2 separate regions of the Mus musculus genome follow, and region 1 is linked to region 2. A link is a contact called in public Hi-C data. All regions are on one chromosome and are shown on one strand. The core of a region is the stretch at or near the end of the contact, and the rest is flanking DNA. Distances in the headings are between cores, read along the strand shown.

Region 1 (3,025 bases), core at 228-2,727, 150 kb after region 2:
TGGGACAAACTTCACATCCAATCTGTTTCTAATTCTTTCCCCCATCGACCACAAAAATGTTCCCTATATGTCAACATTTTTGTGTCCAAATACGTCTCCCGATCCGAGTGGCACACACAAAAACATCTTAAACTGTCTCCCTGTTGCGGTGCCTGTAATTATTCTCCAAGTGTTTCAGCATGGCTCCTGTGACCGACACACGTGATGGTTAGGGTTAATCTTCACCTCTCTCAGGAAAGGCATGTTCTTCAGCTGAGCCTGGCCCTAGAGGGCTCCCTTAGCATTGAGAGCCCTCCACCCTGTTTGCTATGCACAGTTAATAAAAAAATCTGTATTCTTCTTTATCTCAGAAAAACATTGGATGTTTTCTTTTCTTTCCTTTTCATTTTTTTCTTTCATTTATTTAAATTTTTTGGCATTTATATGTGTGTGCATATCACTAGTGCCACAGCATGTGTGTGTGAAGGTCACAGGAGCAAGGTTCTCTTTTTCTCCCACACGGGTTGCCAGGGTTCGAACTCGTATCATAAGGCTTGGCTACAGGCACTTTTACCTACTACGCCATATTGCAGGCCCACCATGCAGGTTTTCTTAATCAGCAAGATAGATAAATACATGAAATACTGATAGGAAAATATAGGTTGGTTGCAAAGACTGCCCAGCCGCTCTGCTCGTATTGGATGAGGCCTTTGAACTGACGAAAGCCATGTCCCCAAGGTCGTTAGAAAGGATCCCCAGCTTAGGCTTTTGAGTCTAAAGGATGACCAAGCTGCTTGAATAATCCCTTTCCCCTTTAAATGAACATTTCATGCCCAGAGCAGTGAGGTGGGGGTCCTTTTCTGGATCATGGAATAGACTGGAAAACGGAATACAGCACGCATGTCTGTAACAAAAGGGGGCCAGGAAAGCAGAGGCCCTTCTGCAAGCCTCAAACAGAAACTGCATCAGGAAGCAGTTCGCCAACACAGGTGCCTACGCCCCTATTTCACGTCTCACCTAAGGCCAGGGCGTCTGTGAGAGCCTCGAAGCCAGGCCCGATATGCATTTGTTTCTGCTTAGGCAGTGTCGATGCTAAATTAGCATTTGGCTTTTGTGACTCCAGGTTAAAATGGGTTCCGGTCTGGGGAACACACGGTTCTGGTTTAGATTTCCCATTTGCACACAACTTCCCTAACCTTTAAGTTCCCTCACGATGTTTGCACAAATTAGGCACCAATTCCAAACCCTGGTGACTCAAATATCTCGTGGCTGGAGAGTTAAAGGAAAGGTAAACACATACAAACCAAACAGGCAACAGCTAGTTATAAGAAGGAAAAGCCCACTCCAAGAAAGTGGTGGATTGAGAGTCGGTGGCTGTCTGTTTGACTATCACCTTAACACCAGGTTCCAGTCCTTGTGGCTGCTCCAGTCCTGGCCTCCAGCCTATCACACTGAAGAGTTCACTACAAGGGCCGGCCAGCCTGGAGAAGCCAAGCCCAAGAGAAAACAGCTAAAGCGCAGAAACACATGCAGGCCTCATGCAACTTGTGTGCACGTCACTGCTTTGAAGCAAGACAGAAGATAACATTAGCCAAAGATAATTTCTCCTACCCCTGGCATCAGAACCGGACACCACGTGTGTTGTTTTTAAAACAAATTCACTGGCAAACGTGCTTGTAGCTCTCTTGAGTAAAAAAAAAAAAAAAACTAAGGAATACCTGCCTCGCCCCTGCTTCCTGCTAGGCGGCCATGTTTGCCTGTTTACAGCTCTCTGTGCTTCATTGGGCAAGCATCTTATATTACAATTCCCAAAGCTATAGTTTTGAAGAGTACTCATAAAAATAAGTATTTCCCCCTCAAACATTCCTGACATTCCATCCCCGCTCCAGCTTGGAGCGTTTGAAATGTTTCAATATTACGACTGGGATACGAGTTCCCGGTGGTGAAGGGGGATTACAGCAAGAGGAAAACAACCCTGCACAGTGAGTTACTGACATTCTAGACTGAGGAACTTCCAGGAAACTGTACAGACAATGTTGAGTCACGCCATCTGTAAGCGACTGTTACTGGATGTATGAACTGTATTCTGCATGTGTGACTCAATTTGAAATTTGAAATGCACACACATGCGCACACACACACACACACACACACACACTGCTTATGAGACAGTTTTAAAACTTCTGATGGAGGCCAAAGGAAAGGCTATGTATATGAGCATGTATTAATATGTTGGTGTTCGTTAGTAGACAGGGTTTAATACATATACATACGTATCTGATGGGGGCAAAGCATAAGGCTAGGTTCTGAGTTTGTATCTCTTATCATCATGTATTTTTAATGAACATACAATCTGCAGGTCTGCTGGAGTTTTGCTAGGCTCACTCACAGTGGTTTCCTAAGCTGAACTATTTGGAGTAAGGAAAAACAAAACTAAACAAAACAAAAACAAACAACACAACAGAGCCCAAACCGAGTACTCTTACGTATAACTAACGGAGAGGTGGAACATCTTGATTGGCACCCAGCCAACGTCTGCCCTGAGAATGCAGAAGGTAGTGGAGCTAGGGTGGGCGAGGCAGCCTCAATACTCTTCACTTCCAATCCAAGGTGAAGGCTCCAGCAGCCTGCGGCTGTGGGGAGACCTTTTCCATTCTCAGAGAGCCTGACATTTGCCTGTTATTTGTACAAACGGGATGGTTTACTCATGGTTCTTAGTTCCCCTCTTCTGATAATCCTTCGTGGATAGAAGGTGGGGGCCGGTGACAGAGGCATGAGCAAAGGAAAGAGAGTGCGAAGTCCAAGACAAACAGCTAACACAAAACAGCTAACATGCACAGCGACTCTTCCCCAGGACAGCCCGGCTTGGTTCTCAGCACTCAAGTAGGCGGCTGCACACATGCCTCTCCTCCATGATTCTCTGGCTGGTCAGAAAACCCTCTTCCTTTCCCTCCATCGCTGCCAGGAGAATCTTCAACTTCATCTTGAAGGTGAAGCAACAACACATTGGAATGTTAAAAATAATGCTCCATTATACAGTTATCTT
Region 2 (3,029 bases), core at 321-2,820:
ACATTGAGGTAAATATTATTTAAGGGTTTCTACCCTACATTTGATCATTTAGTTCCCAAATAAAAGACACAAAACCTTTACAATAAATTTTAATAGCACTAGATCTGGGCAGATATCAGCCCTCTCTGCTATTTTGTCTACTTCCCTGTCAATAACCCTGAGGTATGTTCTGCCTGGATCGCTCCTACTCCAACTGGCCAGGCTTCATGGCCATACTCTCATGATCCACCAACCCCATGGCACCTTCTTCCTTCTCCTCCCCCCTCCTGGTCTCTGCCTTAGACCCTCTGATGGTGTGTATATGCTTGGCCCAGAGAGTGGCACTACTAGAAGTTGTAGCACTGTTGGAGTGGGTGTGGCCTTGTTGAAGTAGGAGTGTCACTGTGGGAGTGGACTTTAAGACCCTCATCCTAGCTGCCTGGAAGTCAGTCTTCTAGCCTTAAGATGAAGATGTAGAACTCAGCTCCTCCTACGCCATGCCTCCCTGGATGCTGCCATGCTCCTGCCATGATGATAATGGACTGAACCTCTGAACCTGTAAGCCAGCCCCAATAAAACATTGTCCTTATAAGAGTTGCCTTGGTCATGGTGTCTGTTCACAGCAGCAAAACCCTAAGACAGACCCCAAGCCCAAGAAAGGAAGGCCTGCCTACCTCTCTTCTGTTAACCAATCACAGATAACTTGGGGGCAAGGTTTACACAACAAAAGCTGGTATATGTGTGAGGAGATCTCTCTCTCTCTCTCAGATTTATTTATTATATACATGTGAATGCACTGTCACTGTCTTCAGACACAACAGAAGAGGGTATTAGATACCATTACAGATGGTTGTGAGCCACCATGTGGTTGTGGGATTTGAACTCAGGACCTCTGGAAGAGCAGTCAGTGCTCTTAGCTGCGGAGCCATCTCTCCAGCCCCATGTGTGAGGATCTCTTCTTCTTGAGGAAATTAAACCTTGGGATATAGAATCTAGCCTTATAATACATAACAACAAACCAAACCTCAGAACACATAGTCATAGCTCTCTCTGACTCTGTCTCTGTCTCTCTGTCTCTGTCTCTCTCTCTCTCTGTCTCTCTGTCTCTCTCCATTAAGTTGCTGTCAGGAGCTTTGGTGATCCGGGTCAGACTGCTTAGTTTCCTTACAAATCTACATTGCTTTACTGTATTTCTAAGACCCCTACTAAAAGTTATTTTTATTATTTTTAATTATGTGTATGTGGTGTGTGCCTGGCGTGGAGGAGGGACTGCACTCCCCTGGGGCTGGGCTTATGCATGGTTTGGAGTCTCTGACACACAGGTGCAGAAGCCTAGGGTCCCTTGCAGGGGCCACCCAGGCGTTTCACCTCTGAACCATATAATGTTCTTAAACTAACCTAAACTAACCCGATATCTTTATTTTGCAGTTTTGCGCTGTCTTGTTGTATGTAGTTTATCTAACCTCTAAGGCATTTCCAAGAACCCTAATGCTAATGTGCTGGCACGGCGCCCTCTGCCCCAGCAGAGGGCGGGAGAGCAGCCCAGAGATCTTGGCGTGGATCAACAGCTGGTGTGGATCAGCAGCTGGCTTCCCAGGCCACAGCTTGGCCTCCTCTTCTGCCTTATTCACTAATGTGTGATTCGGTATCAAAGTAGATGGAAAACAGAGCTCGCCCGGCTGGTATTTCCCTAATAACGTGCTTTGTAAGACACAAAACAAACGCATTGCGTCTCATATGCTGACGGGATTTGGCTTCAAACTTTCCTTGAACAGAGTCACAGCTGAGATATCACTGACACGACCCCGTCCGTCCCCCGGGTCTAGATTTGATTGCATTTCCTTTAGGTTGGCAAATGACTCTGGGGATCAGCAGAGGTGAATTCAACATGAGGGCGACCAGCGGCTGCTCATACTTACTGTGGAACAATTAAGTTTCTCTCTGGACACCTCAGAGATAGACTTGAACTTTAGTTAGGGTTTTTATTGCTGTGATAAAATCGCCACGGACCAACAGCAACTGGAGATGTTTATTCTAGCGTATAGGTTTAAGTTCATCACCGAGGGAAGTTGGGGCAGGAACCTGAGGCAGGAGCTGATGCAGAGGCCAGGGAGGGGTGCTGCTTACAGGCTTGTTCCTCATGGTTTGCTCCGCCTGCATTTTTAAAGCTTATAGTACCACCAGTCTAGGGGGTGGCACTGCCCACACTGATCGGATTCTCCCAGCCCAGAGGTGGTACCGCCCACAATGAGCTGGCTCCTCCCAGCCCAGGGTGACACCGCCCACAGTGTGCTGGCTCCTCCCATGTCAATCATTTTCAAGAAAATGTACTATAGGTTAGCCTATAGGCTGATCTTATAGAGGCCTTTTCTCAAATTGAGGTTCCTCTCCTCTCAGATCGCTCCAGCTTGTATCAAGCTGACAAACAACCAGGCAGGACATTTGCTTTTTTAAAATAAAAGCTTTACATAGGCTGAGGTAGCAACATCTCACTTTTGTCAAAAAGATAGAAAACCTGAGCTGACTGATGAGCCCTGACTACAGATGATTTTTAGAATAGAATAGGAACAGAGTAGTACAGAGCCTAGAGCCCGTGAAGGAAGGTTCTTTCCCAACAGGTACCCCAATAAACTGAGTCAGGATAAGTGACCTCTTAACATGATGTTCAGGGTAAGGCGTGGTCCTCCGTGCCTGCCTTGGTTTAAAACAGAAAAGAAAGGTTACCACCTCAATAGCCAACAGGAGAGCAAAGGCTGTCTAGAATCAGATATATTTAAATTCAAAACCCTAGTTTGCATGGGAATAATGATCCCACACTGGGTGGGTACCCATCTGTCTGAACCCAACAGAGCCCAACATCAAGGTCCTATCAAGGTAGTCTTTGGAAGGATGATGCTCAAACTCTGAGAAAGAACCATTTGTGACACCCAGGTGACACCAGGAAGTCAAAAGAGAAAGCATCAGGAAATGGCCTTGGGACGTTTTAACTCAATTGCTCAGCTCTGCTTAGAAACAGCTATCCCTGTCACTGGAGCTTTGAGAAGGCTTTA

The links. Hi-C and Micro-C count contacts between places; a contact is called where the count stands out from the background.
Region 1: a Hi-C map of muscle stem cells shows a contact between it and region 2, with 2.0 times the contacts expected there. The contact joins two enhancer-like sites. A contact is called at or near these places in 3 of 484 Hi-C or Micro-C datasets (adipose-derived mesenchymal stem cells, muscle stem cells and uterus) and 2 of 115 datasets of contacts at active chromatin or transcription factors (extraembryonic endoderm stem cells and fibro-adipogenic progenitors).

What each region holds. Positions count from the first base shown.
Region 1 is chr10:71,117,759-71,120,783 of GRCm38.p6, forward strand. The region is part of intron 1 of Bicc1 (BicC family RNA binding protein 1); the gene reads right to left. Among named protein-coding and RNA genes, the nearest start is that of Bicc1, 40 kb to the right of the region's middle. Within about 2 kb of position 1,478, at least 67 of the 459 cell types and tissues checked have an H3K27ac peak or open chromatin away from gene starts, as enhancers often do. A contact at or near this core is called in muscle stem cells and uterus, where this site is marked.
Region 2 is chr10:70,965,566-70,968,594 of GRCm38.p6, forward strand. The region is part of intron 3 of Bicc1 (BicC family RNA binding protein 1); the gene reads right to left. Among named protein-coding and RNA genes, the nearest start is that of Gm24486, 85 kb to the left of the region's middle. Within about 2 kb of position 1,571, at least 24 of the 459 cell types and tissues checked have an H3K27ac peak or open chromatin away from gene starts, as enhancers often do. A contact at or near this core is called in muscle stem cells and uterus, where this site is marked.